2 separate regions of the Sus scrofa genome follow, and region 2 is linked to region 1. The links are chromatin contacts, called in public Hi-C maps. All regions are on one chromosome and are shown on one strand. The core of a region is the stretch at or near the end of the contact, and the rest is flanking DNA. Distances in the headings are between cores, read along the strand shown.

The links. A called contact is a pair of places that touch in the nucleus more often than the background predicts.
Region 2: a Hi-C map of liver shows a contact between it and region 1, with 2.7 times the contacts expected there. The contact joins the promoter of PLD2 here to the promoter of ARRB2 in region 1. A contact is called at or near these places in 3 of 47 Hi-C or Micro-C datasets (heart right ventricle, liver and skeletal muscle) and 1 of 2 datasets of contacts at active chromatin or transcription factors (alveolar macrophages).

The regions. Positions count from the first base shown.
Region 1 is chr12:52,167,707-52,174,075 of Sscrofa11.1, forward strand. It overlaps ARRB2 (beta-arrestin-2), which reads right to left and starts at 2,656. Exons shown (of 14, transcript XM_021067791.1): 1 at 2,527-2,656. The coding sequence starts at 2,549.
Region 2 is chr12:52,085,363-52,091,731 of Sscrofa11.1, forward strand. PLD2 (phospholipase D2) reads right to left here and starts at 2,442. Exons shown (of 25, transcript XM_021067789.1): 1 at 2,280-2,442; 2 at 1,646-1,755; 3 at 1,426-1,556; 4 at 1,193-1,335; 5 at 666-771; 6 at 511-576; 7 at 329-387; 8 at 119-211; 9 at 1-26. The coding sequence starts at 1,754.

The DNA.
Region 1 (6,369 bases), core at 1,406-3,905:
GCTCAGTGGGTTAAGGATCCGGCGTTGCCACGAGCTGTGGTGTAGGTCGCCGATGTGGCTCGGATCCTGCGTTGCTGTGGCTCTGGCGTAGGCCGGTGACTACAGCTCCGATTCGACCCCTAGCCTGGGAACCTCCATGTGCTACAGGAGCAGCCCAAGAAATGGCAAACAAACCAACCAACCAAAAAGCAGATCTAGCCTAGATTCCAGTCAGTCCCCCCAGATTCTGGGGGGATTGCTGTCACACCTTGTTGAGGCTTCACCCGTGGTGGATAGCGTGTGAGGGCAGTGAGCTGTGTATCATGTCTCCCTAGACAGACTGTGAGCAGCTGAGGCCTTACTGGTTTCGGCAAACCCAGCACAATGGCAGCCATAAGACAAAGATGACGATGCTGGCTAACACTTATTGGAGGGATGGTCCACGCCCAGCACTGTGGCAAAGTGTCTCGTGTTGTGTTATCTCATTCAGTACTCTTAGCAACCCCATGACGGCGGTCCTAATGTTCCTGTTTCACAGGTGAGGAAACTGAGGCGTAGGAGAGGTCGAGTATTTTGCCTAAGGTCACAGAGAATATAAACGGTGGAATTCAGGTACGAGCAGAGGCAGGCTGGCTCCCAGTCGATGCTCCCATCACTAAACCATTATCCTGTCCTCCCTCTGTAACTGCCATTATGTCTGTTGGAGGGAAGGGGATTTGTTTTCCAGCTGCTGAAACAAATCTAAGCCTGGACTCCAGCCACTGCTGGGAGGGCAGGGAGGTACCTGGCAACCCCTGTGCCCGGGCCACTTGTGGGCCTGTTCCTTGCCGATCCACCTTCCTCCTCCCAGCCCACTCTGCCTCTGCAGTGATGCCTGGGAAGGGTCCCCAGGGCCTAAAAATTGAAATCCTGCCAAGTGGCCCATCCCTCTTTCCAGTTCCACCACCCCAGTTTCTGCTGTAACAACTTCCCATGCCCCTTCTTCCCAGAAGGCCATCTATCTAAAGACCATAAGGCAAAAGGGATGGAGGCTCTCCATAAAGGAGAGCAAACACTGGTATGGTGGCAGCTAGGATAAGCACCCCATCTCTTGTCCCCACGCGAGGGCTGTACTGCAATGGCACCATCCAGCTCTCCCTCCCCTTTGCTTCTGGTTTTCCTCTTTAGCCCAGTGTTTTCTTCCAATTAGGAGTCCTGGCAGAGGGTGGTGACAGCCACAATCCGTTGGACAACTGGAGTGTGGCTGTGGGGTAAATGCCTTGAAGCAGCTGCAGGGCACCTGACCTTTGGAGCCGAACCCAGCCAGCCTCCTGCCACGCTGAGGAAGAACAGCGTTTGTACACTGAGGTTGACCAAGAAGGTAGAGTGTGGGTGACCAGAGATGCCCCCCGGTGGTGGTGGGGAGCCGAAGCAGATGCCCCCTCACACTTCCTACTATTCTCTCCATTTCCTGTGGCCCAGAATTTGATGGGGGTGGGAGGAATTGTGCCAAGTCAGCAGTCCCCCTTTGGTCCCATCCTTCCCCCTCCCTGAACCACATAACGGAAATCTGGGGCCTCCCTCAAGTCAGCAACTTCCCCTTTCTCTGTGTTTAACCCCTAATCCAGGACGCCAATCGGCCCTCTGATCATCTCTCCAGGATCAGTCGACTTGGTGCTCAGAGATCTATGTTTTCCTACTCTATTGGTGGGGCTGATAGGGTGTTTTGCAGAATAAGTGACAGCTCAGAACCAGGCCACCATTCCTGTTCCTCTCTGAATAGAAGCCAAGAGCCCCAATCTTTTTCCTCTTTTGCTCCTGCTCCCCAGGGACTCAGGCATTCACCCCCTGCCCCCTTGGGGGTGTTGGGTCACAACAGGAAGTGGATTTTGCTAGAGACCAAAAAAGAGAACTGGAGGTGTCAGTGGAGGGAAGGAGCCTCGATTGCACAGAAAACATCCGGGGAGTGGATGGCGTGCCCAGGGCAGACACTGCCTCCCCTCACCCCCAGGAAGAGGGGTAAGGCTCAGATCGGGGAGGGTCGCCAGGCACTTTGCTGCCCCAAGATGAAGCTGTTGCTCCTAGCAACCCAGGGGAAGGCAGAAGTTTGTAAGCGGAGCCACCCGGCCCTTGGGACAGGTTGGGGGAGCCCGACTGCTTGGAGGGTAGTGGACAGGAGGCTCTCCAGTGGCTCAGCACGAGTCTAAGGGGATCCCCCTCCTGGCATCCAGCCTGCCCATACCAGTCCCCTTGGGGCCGGCCACCTGCTCCTTCCTCCGCCCCTGCATCGCTGCCTGCATCGGAGAAGCCAGTCGTCCAGCCCCCACATCCCTTCGAGAACCCAGATACGGGTTTCCCGATCCCCTCAGAGATCCCCTTGCAGGGTCTGTGGCATGCGTTGCCCTCATTATCCTCGAGGACCTAGGCGTGCGGCCCCGGATGGCTGCCCCCTAGGGACCCAGGCGTCCGGCCCCTGAATTTTCTCCCGGGTGTCCTTGTCTGGGAACCGTCCCAGTACCCGTCTGGAGCCGCCACCCACGTCCCGCCGCGTAGCCCCACCTCTCTTACCTGGTCCCCGGTTTCTCCCCCATGGTGCGCGCGCCCGCCGCCCGCCCGGTTCGCGGCTCGCTCGCAGCCTCAGAGCCCGCTGCCAGGTCCCTGCTCCTCCCCGCGCCACTGCGCACGCGCGCCCCCGCTCTTTCTCCACTCCCCTCTCCCCTCCTTCCCGCCCCCCCCGTCGGATCCTGGGGAGCCTAGGCCAAATGCGTCAGCCCGGATCGCGCGCGCCCCGGCACTGCCCGCCCTCTCCTCACAGGCACTCGCTGTGATTGGCTCCTCCAGCCGCCCTCCGCCCCCCATCTCCACCCCGGCCGAGGGACCCCCCCTCCCCGGCGCGCGCGGTCCCTGCACTCTGCTCTTCCCGCCCATCTCTCCACCCCTCCGCGCCCGCTTAGGCACTGATTGGGTCCCCTCAAACGAAGGCGCCCGCCTTCAGGAAATAAGAGCCTCTGATTGGCTTTATCCATTCCGGACCCTGCAGGGGTCCCCGCCCCTTTGTTTGCTTTCTCAGCGACGGCGGAGGCGAAGGGGGTGGTGGGGGCGGTGGATGAGCTCTAGCAGTCTGGCAGGGAGGATGAGGGGATCCACACGTGGGCGAGAGGTTCCAGTTGCGTGATGCTCGCTTATTGCGCGCCGCTCGCCCGCTCACCCTAGAGCTTGTTTCCTTCTTTGGCCCGCCCTCCTGTTTCCTTAGCGTGATGTGTCAGCTCCCCCTAGTGTCGGTATTTGATCTTCGCAGGGCTACTTTCCTACCTTTTTCCACCCATTCATCAAAGCGAACATCCATTCACGCACGCTTGCATCTATTTCATCTATCTATGCCCATTTTGCGCTAATCACTAAGCTAGGCGATGGGGACCCAGAAATGAATTAACATGGCCCCTGCCTTCCTCGTATGGTTGAGGAGACACATAAACAGGTACTATGATCCCAGGAATGCTTTACTAGAGATATGACTCAGAAGACAAAGCGACTCTCAGCCCTTTCCTGGGGGAGGAATGGAGGGAGGGCAGGCTGTCCAGAGGAGGGGGCATTTGAGGATAATCTTCCTGAAGGGTGGGCGGAAATTGAGAAAGGGTATTCTGAAGAGAGAGAAAGGCGAGGCACATCCTGTTTTGAGGTTTTTGTAGGGTGAGAGGGCAGGGGTGATAAGACTGGGTTGGATGAGTGGAACAGAGTGTGAAGGGTTTTGTAGAGCAGGCAATGGGGGGGCGCCTCTCCTGGAGGAGGGCGGTCGATCCAGTAGTGGGTTTTGTTTTTTTTTTTTTTTTTTTTTGTCTTTTGTCTTTTTGTTGTTGTTGTTGTTGCTATTTCTTGGGCCGCTCCTGCGGCATATGGAGGTTCCCAGGCTAGGGGTTGAATCGGAGCTGCAGCCACCGGCCTACGCCAGAGCCACAGCAACGCGGGATCCGAGCCGCGTCTGCAACCTACACCACAGCTCACGGCAATGCCGGATCGTTAACCCACTGAGCAAGGGCAGGGACCGAAACCGCAACCTCATGGTTCCTAGTCGGATTCGTTAACCACTGCGCCACGACGGGAACTCCTGTTGTGTTTTTTTGTTTTTTTGTTTTTTTGTTTTTTTTTAAGCCAAGGAGTGGTATAAGATTGCTCCTATAGGAAGATAATCCTGCGCGGTGTGGAGGTTGGAGACAGAGAGGCAAGACTGCTGTAGACTAAACCCAGTCAAGGGGAGATGATGAACAGCAGAGTGGAAGGGAGAAGGGGGAGCCAGGCTGAAGAGTCATTTCTAGGGCAAAATTGAGCAGACTTGGGGAGAATGATGGATGATGGACATCCTTGGACGTAAGGAGCTAAAACATCCACCTTTGTCCATCTCTTTTCCCATACTCCCCTATCTTCCCCAAATGAACGAACATCGCTCTTCTCCCTCCACTTTTCTGTGCAACAAAGTTATATGCACAACAAAACAGTTTCTGAGATCATCTTTAGGGTTTAAATACAGGCCTTACCGACTGCTACTTCCCCACTCCCGGTTCCATCACCATCTTCTAAGCTCAGTCTTCATGTCCTTGAAACTTCAGTTCATATGTTTCTTTATTTCATTTTTGTCTTTTTTAAGGCTGCACCCCTGGCATATGGAAGTTCCCAAGCTAGGGATGGAATAGGAGCAGTACCTCCAGCCTATACCACAGCCACAGCAACGCCAGATCCTTAACCCACTGAGTGAGGCCAGGGATCGAACCTGGATCCTCAAGGATACTAGTTGGGTTCTTAATCCGCTGAGCCACAACAGGAACTCCCCAAATAAATTGTAAGTGGTTTAAGATCTAAATGCACAGAATAAAACTAGGAAAGTATTAGGAGAAAGCATAGAAGAGTATTTCTAATCTTGGAAGTTAGGGAAAGGCTCCCAAGATACCAAACTCCAGGGCTTGAAATAACAGGTAACACTTTACAGGTAGTATCTACCATGTGCCAAACATTGTCCCAAGAATTTAAAAAATATTAACTCGGAGTTCCCATTGTGGCTCAGAAGATACAAATCCCACTAGGAACCATGAGGTTGCGGGTTCAATCCCTGACCTCGCTCAGTGGGTTAAGGATCTGGCATTGCCATGAGCTGTGGTGTAGGTTGCAGACAAGGCTCGGATCTGGCATTGCTGTGGCTGTGGTGTAGGCCGGCAGCTGTAGCTTCAATTCGACCCCTAGCCTGGGAACTTCCATATGCCCTGGGTGTGGCTCTAAAAAGATAAAAGACCAAAAAAAAAAAATTTAACTTATTTAATCTTAACAACCCTATAAGTTAAGTTTCTATGATAGCCCCATTTCATAGATAAAGAAATGGAGGCAGAGTTAAGTAACTTGCAAGTTCATACAACCAGCAAGAGGCAAAGCTGGCATTTGAACCCAGCAGTCTAGCTCCTGAATCTGTACCCTTGATCACAATACCTTAGTTTAAAGAGACTAAGAGGAGTTCCCGCCGTGGCTCAGTGGTTAACTAATCCGACTAGGAACCATGAGGTTGCGGGTTTGATCCCTGACCTCTCTCAGTGGGTTAAGGATCTGGTATTGCTGTGAGTTGTGGTGTAGGTCGTAGACGCAGCTTGGATCCCGCATTGCTGTGGCTCTGGCATAAGCCAGCAGCTGTAGCTTCTATTCGATCCCTAGCCTGGGAAACTCCATATGCCGCAGGAGCAGCCCCAGAAAAGGCAAAAAGACAAAATAAATAAATAAAGAGACTAAGAGATTAAAATATCACAAAATAGAAAGGCAAATTGGAAAGAAAACCCTTGCAAACTTGCAACACATATAACAATCAAGAATAAATTCCCACATCTATAATGACTTCCTATAAATTTATAAGATAAACAACCCAATAGAAAAATGGGTGACAGATACGAAAAGATAATAAAGAGAAATACAAATGTCTAATAAACATATGAAAAGCTACTCCATTTCACAGATGATCAGGGAAAGAATTGCAAGGAGATATTCTTTTTCATCATTCGGTTGACAAAATTAAAAAGTCTAGTTTTGCGCACTCACAGACATGGAGACCAAACTTGTGGTTACTAAGGCGGAGGTGGGAGGGGGTGGGATGGACGGGGAGTTTGGGGTTAGTAGACGCAAACTCTTACATTTAGAGTGGATAAGCAATGCGGTCCTACTGTACAGCACAGGGAACTATATCCAATTTCTTGGGGTAGAACATGATGGAAGGTAATATGAGAAAAAGAATGTGTGTGTGTATATATATGTGTGTGTGTGTATAACTGGGTCACTTTGCTGTATAGCAGAAATTGACACAGCATTGTAAATCAACTACACCGAAATTAAAAAAAATAAATAAAAGGGAAAAATAAGTAGTTTGGGATGATACATAAATTA
Region 2 (6,369 bases), core at 1,192-3,691, 83 kb before region 1:
GGAAGGAGTCCTTCACCACCAGCCACCTGGAGCGGAAGAGCTCCGACCATTCCTCCGTGTTCTTGGGACCCCTTCCACCACCCCCACCCACGGCCCAGCTGCTCTGCTCAGGCCTCACCTCTTGGACCAGCGGTAACAAACTTGGTCTCGGCCACAGCAGGTGAGGCCAGGAACGCGGTGGCCGCCTGAGCGCTTCCGGATCACCCCCTCCCTGCGGGGAAGACCCGGAAGAGATGCTGAATGGGGGGATCCAGACCCCCAGTCTACCCTATTCTCAGGCCAGGAGGGATCCATCCAGAGGCGGCTGGGGAAGGGGTGTCAGACTCACAGTCCTTTGGATCCAAGGTCTGGGATAAAGGACAGCTGGCTGACTTCCAGAAACTCTGTCTGCAGCGGAAGAAAAAGGCTCGGAGGAGACACTCATCGTCAGCCCCTCAAACCCAACCGACCCTGGTCCCCGTCATCCCGTGCCATCTCAAAAGACCCAGCCCCCCAGCCCCTGGACCTCACCATGGCGTGGTAGTTGCGGTAGAAAGACATGGTCAGGAGGCAGTTGAGGTAATTCTCCAGGTATTTCTGAAGTAGGGATGGGAGACAGAGACGGATGGGACCAGGACCATTTGCACCCCAAACGCCTTCCCAGAGGACCTCCTGTCCAGTCCCACCTGTTTGCTGGATGCATGTCTGGTGGAGCCCTCAGGACCTGCTCGGGGTAAAGAGGGCATCTCTCTGGCAGCCACCTCTCGGTCTGGAGAATAGGCAACGGCAAAGCTGTGGAAAGGATGGCGCGATGAGAGTGGGGAGCTGGGTGCCTGGGTCCCTGAAGCCCTGGAGAGGGGGTTCAGGGGGAGGCCTAGAGGCCGGCAGAAGGAATGCCCCCTACCCTGAGAAGGGAGGCAGAAAAAGGTTCAGGAGGCTGCCAAGGGCATTTCGGGCATCCAGCCCAGCTGGGATGTTGGCCCAGAACCATGGACAGGGTGAGCTGAACAGGGAAGGTTTCCTGGTGACCCGGGTCAAAGGAGGGGACCCAGGGGCCAGAGGTGGGGGAGGAAAGTAGCTGGGGAAAAAAAATGGTTGTGGCCTGGGGATGAGGCAGGCAGAAGGCAGTGACGGGGGCTGGGGGCTGGCAGCCCGGGCTGCCCGAGGTGAGGGGCACCTGCCCTTCCCAGGAGGCAGTCTGGTCCCCCCTCACCGAGCCAGTGGGAGCAGACTCATCAAGACTTTGTGTCTCAGGAGGTCCCGATGCAGCTCTTGAAAATGACGGAACTTCTTCTTGGTTGTCCAGGTAAAGTCGCCGTGAGTCAAGCGGACAGAATAGAGGGTGCAGGTTCCCACCTGGGGGGGGGGTGAGGAACTGAATGCTCATTCCCTGGATGGGTGGCAGCCCCCCACTCCGACCAGCCCTCCCCTGCCCCCTCCAGCCACCTTGGATCCACTGGTGTATCTTTCAGTGCCCACCACCTGGGCTATGACAGGGACCCCAGGGGCAAACACCAGGGGGTGCATTTTCAGGGGCTGGAGGTCGTAGATGGCCAGAAAGGGGTGCATCCGGTCAGCTGGCAGGAAAGAAAGCAGAAGAATGTGGACCCCAGGAGGTCTCAGCGCCCTCCTCCTCCTCTCCTCCGGGGCTGTCGTCGGGGTGTACCTGGGTCCTCTCCCTCCCTCAGAGTGTCCATCTCATCCCGCTCCATCTGTAACTGGCTCGAGTCCAGGTCATCCCCAGACGGGAAGAGGCTCTCGGGGGTCGCCGCCATCCTAGGAATACGGGGAAGCTTCGGGAAGGCGATCTGCTCTGCAGAACCCTGTCTCCCATCCCATCTCACGGTCCTCCGTCTCCCGTCGGTCCCTCATTTCCCCCCACCCGGCTCCCGCTGACACCCATCCTCTCCCTGATAATGGCCCATCGGTCTGCAACGCATCTAATCTCCATCCCTTATCTCGATCCTTCATCCAGAATCCCTGAGCTCCGCCTCCAGTCCCCTAACCAGCGTGCCGAGGAACACCCGGCCAGGCCCCGAAGGAAGGCACAGCAGAAGCCAGGGGAGGGACCCCGGGGGTTGCAAAGGGCCCGGAACCGCCGGGATTCCAGCCAGGCCAAGCCAGCTGGAAGAAGGGGTCCAGGCGGGAATGAGGAAGTTACGCGTCCCCGCCCGGGAGGGAAACCCCGAAATCTGAGCATGGGGCTGAGTCCGGAGGCCCCGAAGCCAGGACCCACTCCCGTTCCCGCCCTGTTTCCCGGGCCCGGGACCTCCGCGGCGCCCCCTCCCAGGTCCCCTCACCCGGGCAGCCGGAGCCGGCGAGGGCGCGGCTTCGCAAGCAGAGGGAGCGGTGCAGAGCCGGAGCGGGAACCCACACCCCAGCGGGCCGGGGCGGGGCGGGCGCTCAGGGCCTGCCCCCGGGGGCGGGCCGGCCTCCGGCCTCACCTCCGCGGGATTCTCGTCCGGCCTGTCCCGCCCCCGCCGCCCTCGGCCCGCCCCGGCGTCCTTGCGCGCTACCGGGGACTGGGGGCCGCCCTCTGCGCCTCGGGATCGCGCAGCAGGCTCCGAGCATCCGCGCGGCTCTGTCCACCCGGCTGTCCCGCGCCGTCGATCTGCACGTGCCGGGCCGCAGCCCTGTGGGCGCTCGGCGCTGCGCACCCTCCTCCGCGCGGGCGCGGGCCCCCGGGGTCCCCTCCGGCCGCCCATCCCGCCTGGGCCTCTGGCCGGACTCACTTTGCAGAAGCGACCGGAGAAATGCCCGGGCCGGCCCAGCTGGCATTTGCAGATGGAAGGAATGATGGAAGCCTTGAGGACTGGTGGCCACTAGTTCATTAACGTACCCAAGTTTTCTTTCATTCATTCCTTATTGCACGCTTGCTCTGCGCCAGACACTGGGCGTACAATAGTGAACAAGACTATCACAGCACCTGCTCTTCTGGAACTTACCGAAGAGCAAACAGGAAAACAGGCTATTTTTCAGGTTACAAAAGACAAAATATTTCATTTTTTAAAAAGTAGATTTATCTCTTCTGGATGGAGGAATGGGTTGATGGATATTTCTTGATAGACATTTGGGTTGTATCTAGTTTTTGTCTATATGACTACAGCTGTTATAAACATTCCTGGGTAAGTCTTTGTGTAGATATGTCTTCATTTCTCTTGGGTAAATAGCTAGGAGAGGAGTTGCTGGGTCATGTAATTGTATTTTAACTTTTTAAGAAATGGCGAAACTCATTTGATTCCTAATTGTACACATTTAAAATATAGAGACAGTGAAGAAAGTGTCAAACGAAGACTATTTTTTTTTTTTTCTAGGGCTGTACCCATGACATGTGGAAGTTCCCAGGCTGGGGGTCTAATCAGAACTGTTGCTGTGGGCCTACACCACAGCTGCAGCAACACAGGATCTGAGCCAGGTCTGTGACCTTTGCTGCAGCTCATGGCAATGCTGGATCCTTAACCCACTGAGAGGGGGCCAGGGATTGAACCTGAGTCCCCATGGATACTAGTTGGGTTTGTTACCACTGAGCCACAACTAGGAACTCCAGGGCTATTTTTAAGTCGCCATTAAAAAGCACTTTTTGGAGTTCCTGTCGTGGCGCAGTGGTTAACGAATCCGACTAGGAACCATGAGGTTGCGGGTTCGGTCCCTGCCCTTGCTCAGTGGGTTAAGGATCTGGCATTGCCGTGAACTGTGGTGTAGGTCGCAGATGCGGCTCGGATCCCGAGTTGCTGTGGCTCTGGCATAGGGCGGTGGCTACAGCTCCGATTCGACCCGTAGCCTGGGAATCATCGTATGCCGCGGGAGCGGCCCAAGAAATAGCAAAAAGACAAAATAAATAAATAAATAAGCACTTTTTTTTGGAGTTCCCATTGTGGCACAGTGGTTAACGAATCTGACTGGGAACCATGAGGTTGCAGGTTCGATCTCTGGCCCTGCTTGTGGGGTAAGAATCCGGCATTGCAGTGAGCTGTGGTGTAGGTCGAAGATGCAGCTCAGATGTGGCATTGCTGTGGCTGTGGCATAGGCTGGCCACTACAGCTCTGATTAGACCCTTAGCCTGGGAACTTCCATGTGCCGAGGGAACAGCCCTAGAAAAGGCATAAAAGACATGCCCTCAGTGGCCTGTGGAAGTTCCTGAGCCAGGGGTCGAACCCACACCACGAAGTTACCCAAGCCCCTGCAATGACAATGCCAGATCCTTAACCTGCTGTGTCACAAAAGAACTCCAAAAGAAAATAACTTTTCAAATAAATGAAATATTTTAAAATGGGGGGATTGCCAAACTGTTTTTCAAATGGTTGTTTTGTTTTAAGTTTCCAGAATCTATGTATGCTGGTTCCAGCTGTTAGGCTGCATGATCAATATTTGATATTTTTAATCTTTTTAGTGTTACCCATGCTAATTAGTGTAAAATAGTACCTCGTTGTAGTTAGTGTTTCCCTGATTAATGATTGACCATGTTTTGGGTGCTTATTGACCATTTGTATCTCTTTTGTTAAGTGTTCAATTCTTGCCCCGATTTTTTTTTTTTTTTTGCTTTTTAGGGCCGCACCCTCAACATATGTAAGTTCCCAGGCTAGGGGTCGAATCAGAGCTGCAACTGTCAGCCTATGCCATAGCCACAGCAACACGGGATCCGAGCCGAGTCTGGGACCTGCAGCACGTTTCACGACAATGCTAGATCCTCAAGCCACTGATTGAGGCTAGGGATTGAAATTGAATCCTCATGGATACTAGTCAGATTCGCTTCTGTTGCACCATGATGAGAACTCTCACTGATTTAAAACAACAACAAAAACATTATTTGTCTTATTATTGTCAGAGTTATTTATATATTTTGGATGGGAACTCTCACTGATTTAAAACAACAAAAACATTATTTGTCTTATTATTGTCAGAGTTATTTATATATTTTGGATGCAAATCATTCATCCGGCATTTACACTGCAAATATTTTCGCCCAGAATGTGGCTTGTTTTTTTAAAAAGTAAAGATGCCCCTAGCCACAGCAATTAGACAAACAAAAGAAATAAAAGACATCCATATAGGAAGAGAAGAGATATGGAAACAACCCAAATGTCCATCAACAGATGATTGGATTAAGAAAATATGGTATATATACACAATGGAATACTACTCAGCCATAAAAAAGAATGACATAATGCCATTTGCAGCAACTTGGATGGAAGTAGAGACTCTCATACTGAGTGAAATGAGCCAGAAAGACAAAGACAAATACCATATGATATCACTTATAACTGGAATCTAATATCCAGCACAAATGAACATCTCCACAGAAAAGAAAATCATGGACTTGGAAAATAGACTTGTGGCTGCCCAATGGGAGAGGGAGGGAGTGGGAGGGATCGGGAGCCTGGGGTTATCAGATACAACTTAAAATAGATTTACAAGGAGATCCTGCTGAGTAGCATTGAGAACTATGTCTAGATACTCATGTTGCAACAGAACAAAGGGTGGGGGAAAAAATGTATACATGTAAGGATAACTTGATCCTCTTGCTGTACAGTGGGGAAAAAAAAAAAAAAGATGCCTTTTGGAGTTCCCTTCATGGCTCAGTGGTTAGCAAACCCGACTAGAATCCATGAGGACTAAAGTTTGATCCCTGGCTTTGCTCAGTGGGTTAAGGATCTGGTGTTGGTGTGAGCTTGGTGTAGATCCAGGCAGATTCGGCTTGGATCCTGAGTTGCTGTGGCTGTGGTGTAGGCCAGCAGCTACAGCTCGGATTCAAACCCCAGCCTAGGAACCTTCATATGCTGTGGCTGCCGCCCTAAAATAGGAAAAAAAAAAAAAAAAAAGTTGTAGTGGTTCAACACCTCTGTGAATGTAGTAAAAACCACTGAATTGTAGACCTTAGAGAGTGAATTTTAGGGAATATGAATTATTTCTCGATAAAGTTGTTACTGCAAAAAACACAATCTGTTAATACCTACAACTCGTGAATTTCAAAACCATTGTGCTTACAAGAAGCCAGACGCAAAAGAGTAGTACTATATGCTTCCATGCATATAAAGTTCTAGAATAGCAAAACCAATCCACAGTGATGGCAGTCAGACCAGGAGTTGCCTGTGGCAGGGAGTGGGGAAAAAGAGGGACAGTCAAGGGCACACAGGAACTTGATAATGGAGATGTCCTATATCTTGATTGGGTGGTGATTACATGGGTGTATGCGCTTGTCAAAACTCACAGAGCTGTACATAAGATGTGTGCATTAAATTGTACTTTGCTTCAATAAAGATAATTTAAAAAAACAAACAGTTCTCTTGTGGTGCAGCAGGTTAAGGATCCAGCGTTGTCACTACTGTGGCTTGGGTCACTGCTGTGGGGTGAGTTCAATCCCCGGCCTGAGGACAGAGTCAGCAGGGGTTC